Regions from separate parts of the Hordeum vulgare genome. Here region 1 is linked to region 2. The links are chromatin contacts, called in public Hi-C maps. All regions are on one chromosome and are shown on one strand. Each heading gives the region's core, a stretch centred on a gene start, on an enhancer-like site or on the middle of the called end of the contact. The rest is flanking DNA. Distances are from core to core; before and after follow the strand shown. Region 1 holds the start of LOC123395959 (enhanced ethylene response protein 5). Region 2 holds the start of LOC123398416 (U-box domain-containing protein 39-like).

Region 1 (5,862 bases), core at 948-3,447, 420 kb before region 2:
TTCTTTCTAGGGCTTCAGATACATCAACAACCAAATGACATCTTCACATCTCAGGAGATGTACCTCAAAGACTGCCTCAAGAAATTTGGTATGCAAGATTGCAAGGGATACAAAAACGCTAATGCCAAGAAACAGCCACCTCTGCACTGACGAAAACGGTAAAGATTTTGATCAGAAGGTATATCGCTCCATGATTGGATCTTTATTGTACTTATGTGCATTTAGGCCAAATATAATGCTTAGCATTTACATGTGTGCCCGATTTCAAGTGACACCAAAGAATACGCATCACCTTGGTGTGAAGCGAATACTTCGATATTTGGATCACACCCCTACGCTAGGATTGCGTTATCCAAAGGACTCGAAATTTGATCTTATTGGCTATTCAGATTCAGATTTTGCAGGTGACAGAGTTGATCGCATGTCTACATCAGTCACATGTCACTTTCTGTCTCGATCTCTTGTATGTTGGTCTTTGAAAAAGCAGAACTGTGTGTCACTCTCCAATGCTTAAGCCGAATACATTGCCGCTGAATCAACAAAAAGAAAGTACCACTCTACTACGATAATGAGAGTGCTATCAAGATCGCCTACAACTTAGTACAACACTAGGAGACAACACATTCAGATACACCATCATTTTCTTCGTGATCATGTGTTGAACAGAACATCATCATCGAGCCTGCGAAGTCAGAAGAGCAATTGGCTGATATCTTCATGAAGCCTTTAGATGTGAAGAGGTTTTGCAAGTTACGGTTTGTGCTAAATATCTTAGAATCCTCAAATATCCAGTGAATGGACACACATCCTAATCCTTATGCACTTTGATGACTTTGGTGCACAACACATGAAGTAACGTATGTCTTCAACTCATGAAGACGTACACTCTAAGTTTGAATATATTAACGAAGAATATGACTTTAGAGCGTCATGATACTTGTGCGTCGTGTCTAGGTCAAATATTCTTATGCGGTGGCCAGCGCCACCAACCACTCTTGAAGACATTACTTTTATCTTCGCATTTTTATCTATGTCTTCAAGAAACTGAGTTTATCTTTATATTGTGTGTTTGTTTTTGAACTTAACACTTGTTGTTTGAATAATATCATATTTGATATTTTGGACTTCAGTCCTCTACAACATCTTCCATATAGCTATATCTTTGAATTTTTATCTAGGCAAATGTGATCGAACCCGCACATCTCATCTATGCTTATCTCTTCTAAGACAGTTCAACTCCATACATATGCATTCTACTTGACATGTGTTGATTGTCTTCACGACATCCTTGGCCGTCGAAGACAAATCCAATCAAACGTTTAAATTTTTATTCTTATCTTTTAACGCCCTCATCGCAACAAATTCCCGCACTCGTCGCTTCAGTTAGGAGGCAGTGGGCTGCCACATGTGATGCATGCGTGCCACACGTCCCACTAAGATGAAGGGTCATGGGTGTGGTGTGTATATTTGGCAACTTTTGGAGTAATTTACATGACGTACTCGGAGAAGCAATAACCCACTAGTATTTCACCAAATTTCTATAGAATGTTCGTCAATTCTAGAAATGTTTGCTAGTTATGGATTAAAAAAACATATTTTTTAAAAGTTGTTTGCAAATAGCTTAAAATGTTCATGAATTCAAAAATATTCCCGATTTTAGAAGATGTTCGGAAATTTGTAATAGTATTTCGTTCATGATTTCAAATATGTGCACGATTTTAAAAAACTATTTATGATTTTAAAAATTGTTCATGATCTCATAAAATTAAAAGTAATAGTGTATTTCGATGATGTAGCAAAATATAATCATGATTATTAAAAAATATGATTTTTTTGTTACAACGCACCGGCCCTTGTGCTAGTGAAAATAAAAGTAAACTCACCCTCGAAGTTGTTTTACCTCGACAACGAAGGCGTGAGTGGCGTCTTCGTCAATCTCAAGATGATGTGACGGCTTAGTTTTTCGAAGATGCTCATAGGGATAGGATGTGCATGCGTGCGTTTATAGGAATGAATGTACGCTTGTATATTAAACGACTTCGATTGTACTTTTGTAAAAAAAAAGTTGTTTTACCTCGCCTGAGAGGGGCGGAGATGGTAGCAATGAGCAAACCAAGCCAAACCTTACTATGATTTTATCAGTTAATCTCAACCATCGATTTCTCTCACTCGACGGCGAAGATTGGTGATCGTCACCAGCTTGCATAGACCAGAACTACCCCCATCAGATCGAACTCATACTGGTTTCTTCCACACCGTCGGTGACCTCCAAGCCCAAACCCCAACACCCGCGCGGCTCCCGCCGCCGCCGCACCAGAGATGGCGGCGTACCTGAGCATGGGCGAGGCGCACCGCCGTATCTCCGACTACCTCTCCCGCTTGGACGTCGCTATCTCTCAGTCCGACGGCGCCGACCTCGCCTCTCTCCTCGCCATCTCCTCGGCGCCTGCCTCCACTCCGCTCTCCGACGCGCTCGCCGCTTTTCCGGATTTCGCCCGCCTCGCCGCGGACCGCTTCCCCCACCTCTCCGACTTCCTCCCCTTGCTCCTCCGCGCCATTCACTCTCACTCCCTCCGCCGCTTCGGGGACGCCTACTCTTCCTTCGAGAAGGCTGCCAGGTTCGTGCTGCCTTCCTCTCTGCACTCCTTCCGAACAATTTGGATGAATTTATTCAAATTTTTAGAGGATTTGATGTGGTTTTGGTTGCAGCGCGTTCCTGCAGGAGTTCCGGAACTGGGAGACTCCTTGGGCAATGGAGGCGATGCACATAGTGGCGCTTGAGATCAGGCTGCTAGCTGAGAAGGTGAGCTGGGTGGTCGGTTGGTTTGGGTTTGTAAACCTGAGGTTTTGGGGCTCATGTCTGCTTGCTTATAATCTTGGTGTAGGCAGATAGAGAGCTTGTGATGAGCGGGAAGAACCCAGACAAGCTGCAGGCTGCTGGGTCCTTCCTGATGAAGGTTTTCGGGGCACTTGCGGTATGGAATTCTGAAAGCTTTGTTTTGTCTGCATTCTTGAATGGTAATATGAAGTAGCAAGAGTCTGATTCGAATTGAAGGAAATTGCTTGTGATGAGCTTGTGCAATGCAGGTGCCTCAAAGAGGTGCTTAGCAAAAGTGAACATTATTTTCTTGTCACAAAGGGCAGACAAGGTTTTACTTTGTAGCACCTATGCTTGACTAGATACCAGTGGTTACCATGTGCCTAAGAATATAATTGGCTCTTGTCGGTAGATAGTAAGATCATCTAAGCACGCACACAGAGAAAATTGCATTGGAGTAGTTGTAGCTTACTTGGTGTTTAAGGTTGTGGTTCTGCCTAAGGCTTCAAGCGTGACATGTTGAAACATTCTGTACTGCACATGCCCTCTTGTTTGGAAACGACAGATGTTGCCAGAAGAGGAGAAGCTGATGCATTTACATCAACCTAGAGGGTGGTGTTTTTTTTTTTTTTTTTTTGCATAGAAACTGCTCTGAAGTTGCATAATGTTACTGTTTGCACATTTGGTCCCTCTTGTCAATATTGGTGCATTATTGCCTCACTCCCGCCATGGCCTCTAATTCCTGCCTCAGCCACTTATCATCTGTCATATTTATGCATAAAATGAATTCTCTTCTGATAGCTATTTTTCGTGTATATGCTATAATTGTTGGATAGGTGATGTGACTCTTCCAACCGAACATGCAGCAATTATACTTCCTTGATGCAAGCTTTCCTTTATTAAAATGGATATATTCTAAAGATTCTGACTCTTGGTTATTGGTGAATCTCCAACCTTACAGGTTAAAGGACCTAAGCGCGTTGGGGCACTGTATGTTACCTGCCAGCTGTTTAAAATTTATTTCAGGGTAGGTTATTCACTGCAATGTTTTCGTCTAATCTGTAACTTCAGTACTATTATTAAGAAAGCACAAACAGTGTATAGATAGCATACCAAGTGTGGCTGAAGTGTAGTATGCACTAGAATCCCAACATGATTTAAGATACGACGGGCTAACACTTGGTGCTCAAATTATGCAGCTTGGTACTGTTAACCTTTGCCGTAGTGTCATAAGGAGTATTGAAACAGCTAGGAATTTTGATTTTGAAGATTTTCCAGTGAAAGATAAGGTAAGATAAGTAGTAAAAGTCATGGTCTCTCTTCTCTATCAACACAAGGCATTATATTAACATGTATGTTGATCTAATAATAATCTTGATTATTCATGACGGCACAGGTCACTTATATGTATTATACTGGTCGCTTGGAGGTGTTTAATGAGAATTTTCTTGTTGTAAGTTCTCTCACTCTCTCTCCTTCTGTGTGAACATTTTTTTGTATATTCTGCTATGCTAAGTTATTTCGACTATGAAACAATGAGGCTGCTAATATAATTTTTTTGTTCTGGTTTAAATCAGGCTGATCAGAAACTAACTTATGCTTTGATGCATTGTAATCCTCAAAGCGAATCAAATTTGAGGTATTTATATTAAGGGGTGTTTTGTAGCTTGTGATTTGTGGGGTGCACATTTGTTGGAACTACTAATGGTCAGTTCTTTTGTAGGAAAATTTTGAAGTTTCTAATCCCTGTGAAGCTGTCAATTGGTGTTTTGCCAAGGAGGAGCCTCCTGGAGAAGTACAATCTGCTTGAGGTATATATTATATCCTCGTACTCTTTGTTTACTAATGTGAATATGAAGGAGATTGTGGAATGCAATATATGTAGTTTATTCGGTACCACCATTTCCAATTGCAGAGACATTTATCTTAGTTGTTCACAGATATTCCCATGAACATCATTTGTTTCTTTTGTTTTGATTTAATTTACACTTACTACTCCATATGTGAACAATTAGGGTAGAACACTAGGCCATAGGCTCTGATGCTGATGCCATGTCAGTGTGTTGACCTTCAATTTTCAAGAAGCAAGACCTACTAACATTTGGGTGGGACTGGTAGACAACAAAGAGGAATAATGTGGCAGCAATTTGAGTGCATTTGGATACTCTACTGGTATAAGTACATTTCATTAACATGAAGTCTCGTGAGTATATGAGCGTTCTATGTTTAGCTTACCAATTCTTCGACATGATTAACAAGTTAATCTGGACGTGTCAACTTTTTAGTATTATCTCTTACCCTATGGTCTATATGGGATTAGATATGACAAAAGGTTGGGAAATCTACAGTACACATAAGATTTGTGAACCTTTTGAGAACCACGATTAACTTTATCAGAACCTTATCAACATTTATTTACGCTAAATGGAATCTAATTGGCATTCGTTAGGTTCCTGCCCCCTGAGAACAATGATTAGTCACATGTTATGATAAGGCTGGCCATAGTGGGGAGTATCATATAGTAGTATCGTGCATATGATACTATTGTATGATACTACCTCCATAATGCATAATATCATAAACTAGTATCATAGATGACTTCATTTATTGACATGCATGACACATAGTAGCATAGCATTTAACATGTTACAGTATCTACCTATGTTACTCTAACCTTCTCTCTCATCTTTAATTAGCTGCCACATCAGCATGTTCGCTAGTCCCAAGTACATGATACTACCTAAGTTACTCCCACTATGGCCAGCCTAAGACTTAGCCTAGGGATCATTTATTAATGATAAGATTTTGTCTGTTATACAAATTAATGATCAATCTCTTGAGAAAAAGAATCCAAAGTATTAAGAGGCCAGCTTTGCTTTTATTGCCGTGTGATATTATCATAGTTGCACGGTGATTGCTTGTCTTAAATATATACTCCTGTTTTCCATATGGATAACTTAAATTTCTTGCTGTAGTTCGTATCCTCTATCTTGTGTAAGTGATTGATTCATATTGTTTCTTTTATTACTTTTGCGAAATATGCT
Region 2 (6,247 bases), core at 2,332-4,831:
TGTGATAGGGTGCTATGAATATCACACTTTAGTTATAGTCATGCTGGTAGGCATTTGGAAGGAAGGATAATCAAACCGAGACGAACATTTAGAAGATACGGTTGGATGACCGGCTCGTGTATGGATTAGTCTACGGTGTACATTTTAGGAGATTTTGCAGATGCCTCAAATATTGTGTAGTGTTTAAAATGGACGGAGTAGATGTTTGACTCTCCATCGAACAGTTGGAAAGACGTCAAGACGACACGCCCTGATTTCTGAGCTCACAACCGTCTGGCTGCAACCGTATGCCGCAGGCGAGCCACCATCACACGAGGAGAAAATTGCACCTAACATCCCGGAAGTTGGCGGCGATCTCCAATCCAGTCCTGGAAGTTGAGAACTGCTTCAATACGATCCTCATACATGGAAATACGTTACCAATACGGTCCTGGATCTGGGAGAGCCAGTCCCCATTCTACGCGCCAGCTACGTATCACGAATACCACGTATGACACGTCACCGCGTGGCCCACCCGTTAGCGGAGACCCCACCTGTCAGTGCAGAGTGGATAAGAGGAGGTGAGCCAGTTCGAGGGGGAAAAATCCCCAAATCCAACCCGCAACCCCCTCCAGTGATGAGTGGCTCGAGCGTGGAGAGCGAAGACGGCCGAAGTACGGCGGCGACGGTCGTCGCCGGTGATGGATCGAGCCGCAACTTGCTGGAGAGGGCTTACCCACAGGAGGTTTGGCATCGTGGTGAGCCTTGTCTCCGTCTAGAGAGGAGACACGTCCTGCTGGCACGGACGCTATCGATGGATGCGCTGGAGGCTCGCTCCCGCCAGTTCGTTATTCTGGCTAGTGCGCTTGGAGACGGCGAGGAGGTTGTGACGCCGGCGGCTCTCCTGGCCAGCATCAAGGCATGCTATGGCGTCCTGCCGTCGGAGGTGAGCATCCAGGTAGCGTGCCCCCCGCATGACTTGTGGATGTTTTTCTCGACGGAGGAGAAGTGTAAGCTGGTGCTACAATCATCAATGAAGTTCAAGTGCTGCCGCTAGTGGATCCAATTTACCGATGGGTCAGAGATATTCGAGCCACTCAGGTTGGTCTCGAGTACAAGACGAAGGTAAGTTTCAAAGGGCTTCCAGATCAAGCTTGGTCAATGCAGTCAGTTAAAGGTCTTCTGAAGGATTTGGGTGGTGACCTGATAGAGATGATACCGCCAAAGAACCGACGGGAGCTCGAGGTAATGGCGTGGCTCCATGACTCATCCAAAGTAGCCACTTTGCACTACTGCATGAGCCACAGGAAATATGCAATCATTTGGATCCATCTGAACTGCACTTAATAGAACACCACCATATTGTGTCTTCAAGTGGCAACCATCTAGGAAAATAATAGGTCTACAAGCAGATAAGAACCCCCTCTTGCATGCATCAAATGAGAAGTAACATTTCTGAAACTACACCTCATCTGAAAGCTCAACAAAGAAAGTACTTCCATGATTTGATCTCTCACTTCATTTGCATAGTTCCACAACAAGTTATATTGTTTGATCTCATCTCCATATATAATATCATATGCAATCTTCCTAGCTCTCCCAAGCTTTCCCCTTCTAATTGTCATGTTCCAATCTTCTTGCACAAAACCTGCTAAGGCCTTTAGTGAAATCTTCTCACATGCCCTAATCTTGTCCACATATTTTGAAGCAATGTACCTAGTTGTAAAGGCTGTAATTTGCCACTTCTTCTCACAAGTGTGCTGACCATTGAATGTCTTCACCATTACAGCATTTGTCATATTGTCCCAAGATGCATATAGATACCATGGGCAGCCTTTCTCACACTTAGCACAAAGCCTTATTTTGTCGTTCTTTGGGAATTTGATGTTTACCCTCTATTTGCAATTGTACTCTCTGACTGCTTTCCTCAAAAGCACCACTGAAGAGAACAATTGGCCTGCATGGAACTTAGGCTCAGCATGTGTGCAGCTGTAAAAGGTTTGAAATTGAATTTTGTTTCATCTTCATCAAAATCTGGACCATCCAATTCCTCTTCTTAAGAGTTGCAATCTTCAACCACCTTCTTCCCTTTCTTGTCTTGCACTGGATGCAGCTGCTCCTGCAACAAATCTTCATCCCCATCCTCCAAGTCACAATCACTGTCAATAATCTCAGGAATATAATCACTGTCAGCTGATTCTGAATCTGCATATTGTTCTTCCTCCTCTTCCAACTTATGTGCTCTTGGTCTCAGTCTCACAAAGAATTGGTCATGAGAGATCTCTTGGTCATGACTCTGAATTTCATGAGTTTCATCCACAGCACTACAAGATGTGTTGCTTTCATTTGCACTGCTTGGCTTCTTTATGGGACTGAAAACAGTAGGAAATTCTGCTACTCGATTAGCCACAACATCATCCCATTTAGAACCTCCACCAGAAATATGGCTATCCAAACGATCAAGATATATCATTTGGAAATTATGCCTTATATTCATCTGAAGATACATAGCATCTAAGTCAGCATCATTGGACAACAGAGTTTCAGCACCTCCATTAATGTGACAACCAGGGGGCAGCCAATAGATATGAATTCTTTCTTCCTTTTCATACCCCAAGTGCTCAACTATTTCTTCAAACATACTGTAGTATACTAATTCCACATGACAATAATCATAACAAACCTTCTTGCCATCGAAATAGCACATATTCAACCCACTACCAAAGAAAACCCCACCATGAATCACTTCGACATTGAAATATCCACTCTCCTTCGCTACAACAAAACATTCAGTAAAAGTTCAAACCCAAGCACAATTCCTCACAAACGACAGCAAATCGACATGTACAAATCACATAATTTATGCACAGGACCTAATCGACACAATGCAGGTTATTGGGCCAAAAAACACATCACATTATGTGCTATCAACGAATCATACCATAGGTTGAAGCCGCCTCGCCGTCGGGACGCCGTCGAGGGCCCTTCATCTTTGACGAACTCCGCCCCACAGGTTGCGGCGCCATCACTGTCGCTTCCGCCACCGCACGGACTATCATCGAAATGCCTGCTCGCCGTTCATCTGCCGCCGTGGTTGATCGCCGTCTTTCGCCTCTCGCTCTCAATTGGGGAAGACAGGACAGGGGATCGAGAACAGACAAGGAGGTGAGTGGGGTTAGCGCTGACAAGTGGGGTCTTCGCTGACAGATGGGCCACACGGCGACGCATAGAGAGGGGACCCATAGAGAGGGGACTCGTTCTCCAAGATTCAAGACCGTATTGGTAACATATTTCCGTGTATGAGGATCGTACTGAAGCAGTTTTTAACTTTCTTCGACTGAATTGGAGCTCGCCGCCAATTCAAGGATGATAGATGCAATTATCTCTCACACGAGCCGCGGCAGTTAAACAAAGCCGAAAGCAGCGCGCGCGCACCCACATCGCTCGGCTCCCTTCCAGGCTAAGGTTCTTCCCCTGTCTCGCCTCTCTCTCTCCCGGCGCATAAAACCACGACCACACCACCTCACTCACTCACTCCCGGCCAAGCCACAAAGCACCCAAACCCCAAAAGCAACCATTCTCCCTAAAACAAATGCCCGCCCAAGCCACAAAAGCAGCTTCCCTCCGCCGCCCCCGCCCCCGCCGCCGCTAAATAGTAGCCGCGCGGGTTCATGGGTGCCGCGCGTCCACGGCGCTGGAGGTTCCCCTTCCAACGCAGCGCGCCCTCCTCCCCCTCCTCCAAGTCCCTGCCGCCGGCCCCCTACTCGCCCGCGCGCTCCGCGGCGGCCGCGGACCCGGGGCCGGAGCGGAAGTGGGAGGAGGCCGCGCCGCCGGAGTTCGTCTGCCCGCTCTCGGGCGCGCTCATGGCCGACCCGGTCATCCTGCCCTCCGGCCAGACGTACGAGCGCGCCTGCCTCCAGGCCTGCTCCGACCTCTCCTTCTTGCCCCCCGGCGCCGGCTCGGGTTCCGATGCCATGATACCAAACTCCGCCCTCAAGGCGGCTATCGGCACCTGGTGCGCCCGCTCCGGCCTCGCGGCGCCAAGGCCGCCGTCCAAGGAAGCTGTCCGGGAGGCCGTGCTCCGCGCGATGCCTCCTGCCGCGGCCGCGGCGGCCGACGCCAAGTCTGTTAGGACCAGGCGGGCGGCGATGGCGAGCTCGTCCAATTCGTCCTACTCGTCCCCGGCCTCCGCCGCGTCGACGTCCACGTACACGTCGTCCTCGGAGATCACACCCGCGGAGGACGATGCGGCTGCGAAGCCAGTCAAGGAGGCGGCCAAGGAAGTGACCCAGCTGGAGTTGCCGGTAGACCCGTTGGAGGATGAGGTGGTCGCGACGGTGATGGACGCGGACGAAGATGGAGAGGTGGCGGCGGCGTTGGCCGTCCTCCGGGACGCCACCCGGGAGAGCGCTGAGCGTCGGCTTGCGCTCTGCACGCCGCGGCTGCTCGCGGCCCTCCGCCGCGTGCTGCTAATCCCGCGGCACGCCTCCGCGCGGGTCGACGCGACGGCGGCGCTGGTCAACCTCTCGCTTGAGCCGGTGAACAAGGTACGCATCGTCCGCGCGGGCGCCGTACCGGCGCTCGTCGAGGTGCTCCGCTCCGGCGGCTCGGCGCCGGAGGCGCGCGAGCACGCGGCCGGCGCGCTCTTCGGCCTGGCGCTCAACGAGGAGAACCGCGCCGCCATCGGCGTGCTGGGCGCGGTGCCTCCCCTGCTGGACCTCCTGACCTCCCCCGCCCACCACCCGCGCGCGCGCCGCGACGCCGGGATGGCCATCTACCACCTTTCGCTGGCCGCCGTCAACCAGTCCAAGGTCGCCCGCTTCCCGGGGGCATCCAAGGCGCTCCTCAGCGTCGCGTCCAGCGCCGCCGAGCCCACGCCCATCCGCAAGCTGGCCCTCATGGTGATCTGCAACGTGGGCGGCTGCTCGGAGGGCCGCGCCTCGCTGATGGACGCGGGCGCCGTCGCGGCCGTGTCCGGCATCCTCCTCTCCTCCCACGACGTCGCCGAGCTGGAGGAGTGGTGCGTGGCGGCGATCTACGCGCTGAGCCGCGGCAGCCTCCGGTTCCGCGGCCTGGCGCGCGCAGCCGGCGCGGACAAGGCCCTCCGCCGCGTGGCCGAGGAGGGGACCCCCGGCGGCGTCCGGCGCGAGATGGCGAGGAAGACGCTGCGCGCCATGCGGGGCGACCTGGACGAGGAGGCGGACCTGACCGGCAGCAGCCTGGAGTGCGGCGACGGGGACGACTGCGGCGGGAGCATCGTGTCGGACGGGCTCATGTCGTTCCGGCGGCGGCAGCGCGAGGTCGGGGCCTCGTCGTGCGGCAACACCGCCGAGTTCTGAGCCGATCCTTACCTCCCCTTCCCTTGCCGCCATTTGTATGTAAAAAAAACCCATCGCTTGCTTAATTAGCGTTAGACGTCGGTGCCACGAGAGGATTAATTCCCTCCTTCGTTTTGAAACTGTGATTGATGCTGCAATGAAGTCGTTCAAATGTTGTCCTCAAATGCTCCGAGCTCGTGCTGGAGTGTCGATTGCCGTTGCTGGCTCGCTCGTCGGCTCCTGTGCCGGACAAACAAGGAGCTGGTTGGTTGGTCGGATGTTGCTTGCAAGCCAGAGCAATCCTTTGTTCTCTCCGTACTTGCTGCACACACACAGACACTCCGAGAGCTTGACAGATACTCCTATATTATTGTTTTAGGGAGGACCGGCCTCATGTGTGTCGTTTCCACCTGTAAAATAAAACCATCTTTTCTTTCTGCTCTCGATCCAGTCCTGCTGGATGGTTGCTTCGCTTCGTTGGCCGATGTATGCTGGTGCTGCAGGCCACACCATGCGTCGACGCGTTGGATCACTGACACTGTATGCGTCGCATTGGCGATGCGGTTGGCCATTGCAAATTCTTGCTCGCCTACAGTAGGATCAGACAATCCATGTCCTCTACACGGCTTGCCATTGGGTACTGATTTCGATCCGTGCTGTTCATCGCCGGATCTGAACTTGAACTCCTCCCATTTCGCTGTTGGTCCGCCGATCTGAACATGAATCTCTCCTATTTTAAAATGGCGACTGACGGATGCCATGCCTGTCGCCTGCCCAAACATAATGCGTGCGGTACTGCTGTCTGCCTTTCCTTTCCATGTAGGACCTCCCGTGGGAACTTGACCTTTTGCATTGCGTGGTTCCTCCCAGATGTTGTTGCCCCTGCCTCTTCTTTTTGAGATGGATGGAGGTTGGAGGGTATGGAGACAAGGCTTTCTTAATTCAACCAC

Evidence for each region. Hi-C and Micro-C count contacts between places; a contact is called where the count stands out from the background.
Region 1: a contact with region 2 is called in a Hi-C map of seedling, with 3 times the contacts expected there. The contact joins the promoter of LOC123395959 here to the promoter of LOC123398416 in region 2. A contact is called at or near these places in 1 of 6 Hi-C or Micro-C datasets (seedling) and 1 of 1 datasets of contacts at active chromatin or transcription factors (embryo).

Annotation. Positions count from the first base shown.
Region 1 is chr5H:418,270,228-418,276,089 of MorexV3_pseudomolecules_assembly, reverse strand. LOC123395959 (enhanced ethylene response protein 5) reads left to right here and starts at 2,197. Exons shown (of 12, transcript XM_045090982.1): 1 at 2,197-2,618; 2 at 2,710-2,803; 3 at 2,886-2,975; 4 at 3,780-3,845; 5 at 4,018-4,107; 6 at 4,215-4,271; 7 at 4,396-4,457; 8 at 4,542-4,629. The coding sequence starts at 2,320.
Region 2 is chr5H:417,855,443-417,861,689 of MorexV3_pseudomolecules_assembly, reverse strand. LOC123398416 (U-box domain-containing protein 39-like) reads left to right here and starts at 3,581. Exons shown (of 1, transcript XM_045092890.1): 1 at 3,581-5,482. The coding sequence starts at 3,651. The coding sequence ends at 5,318.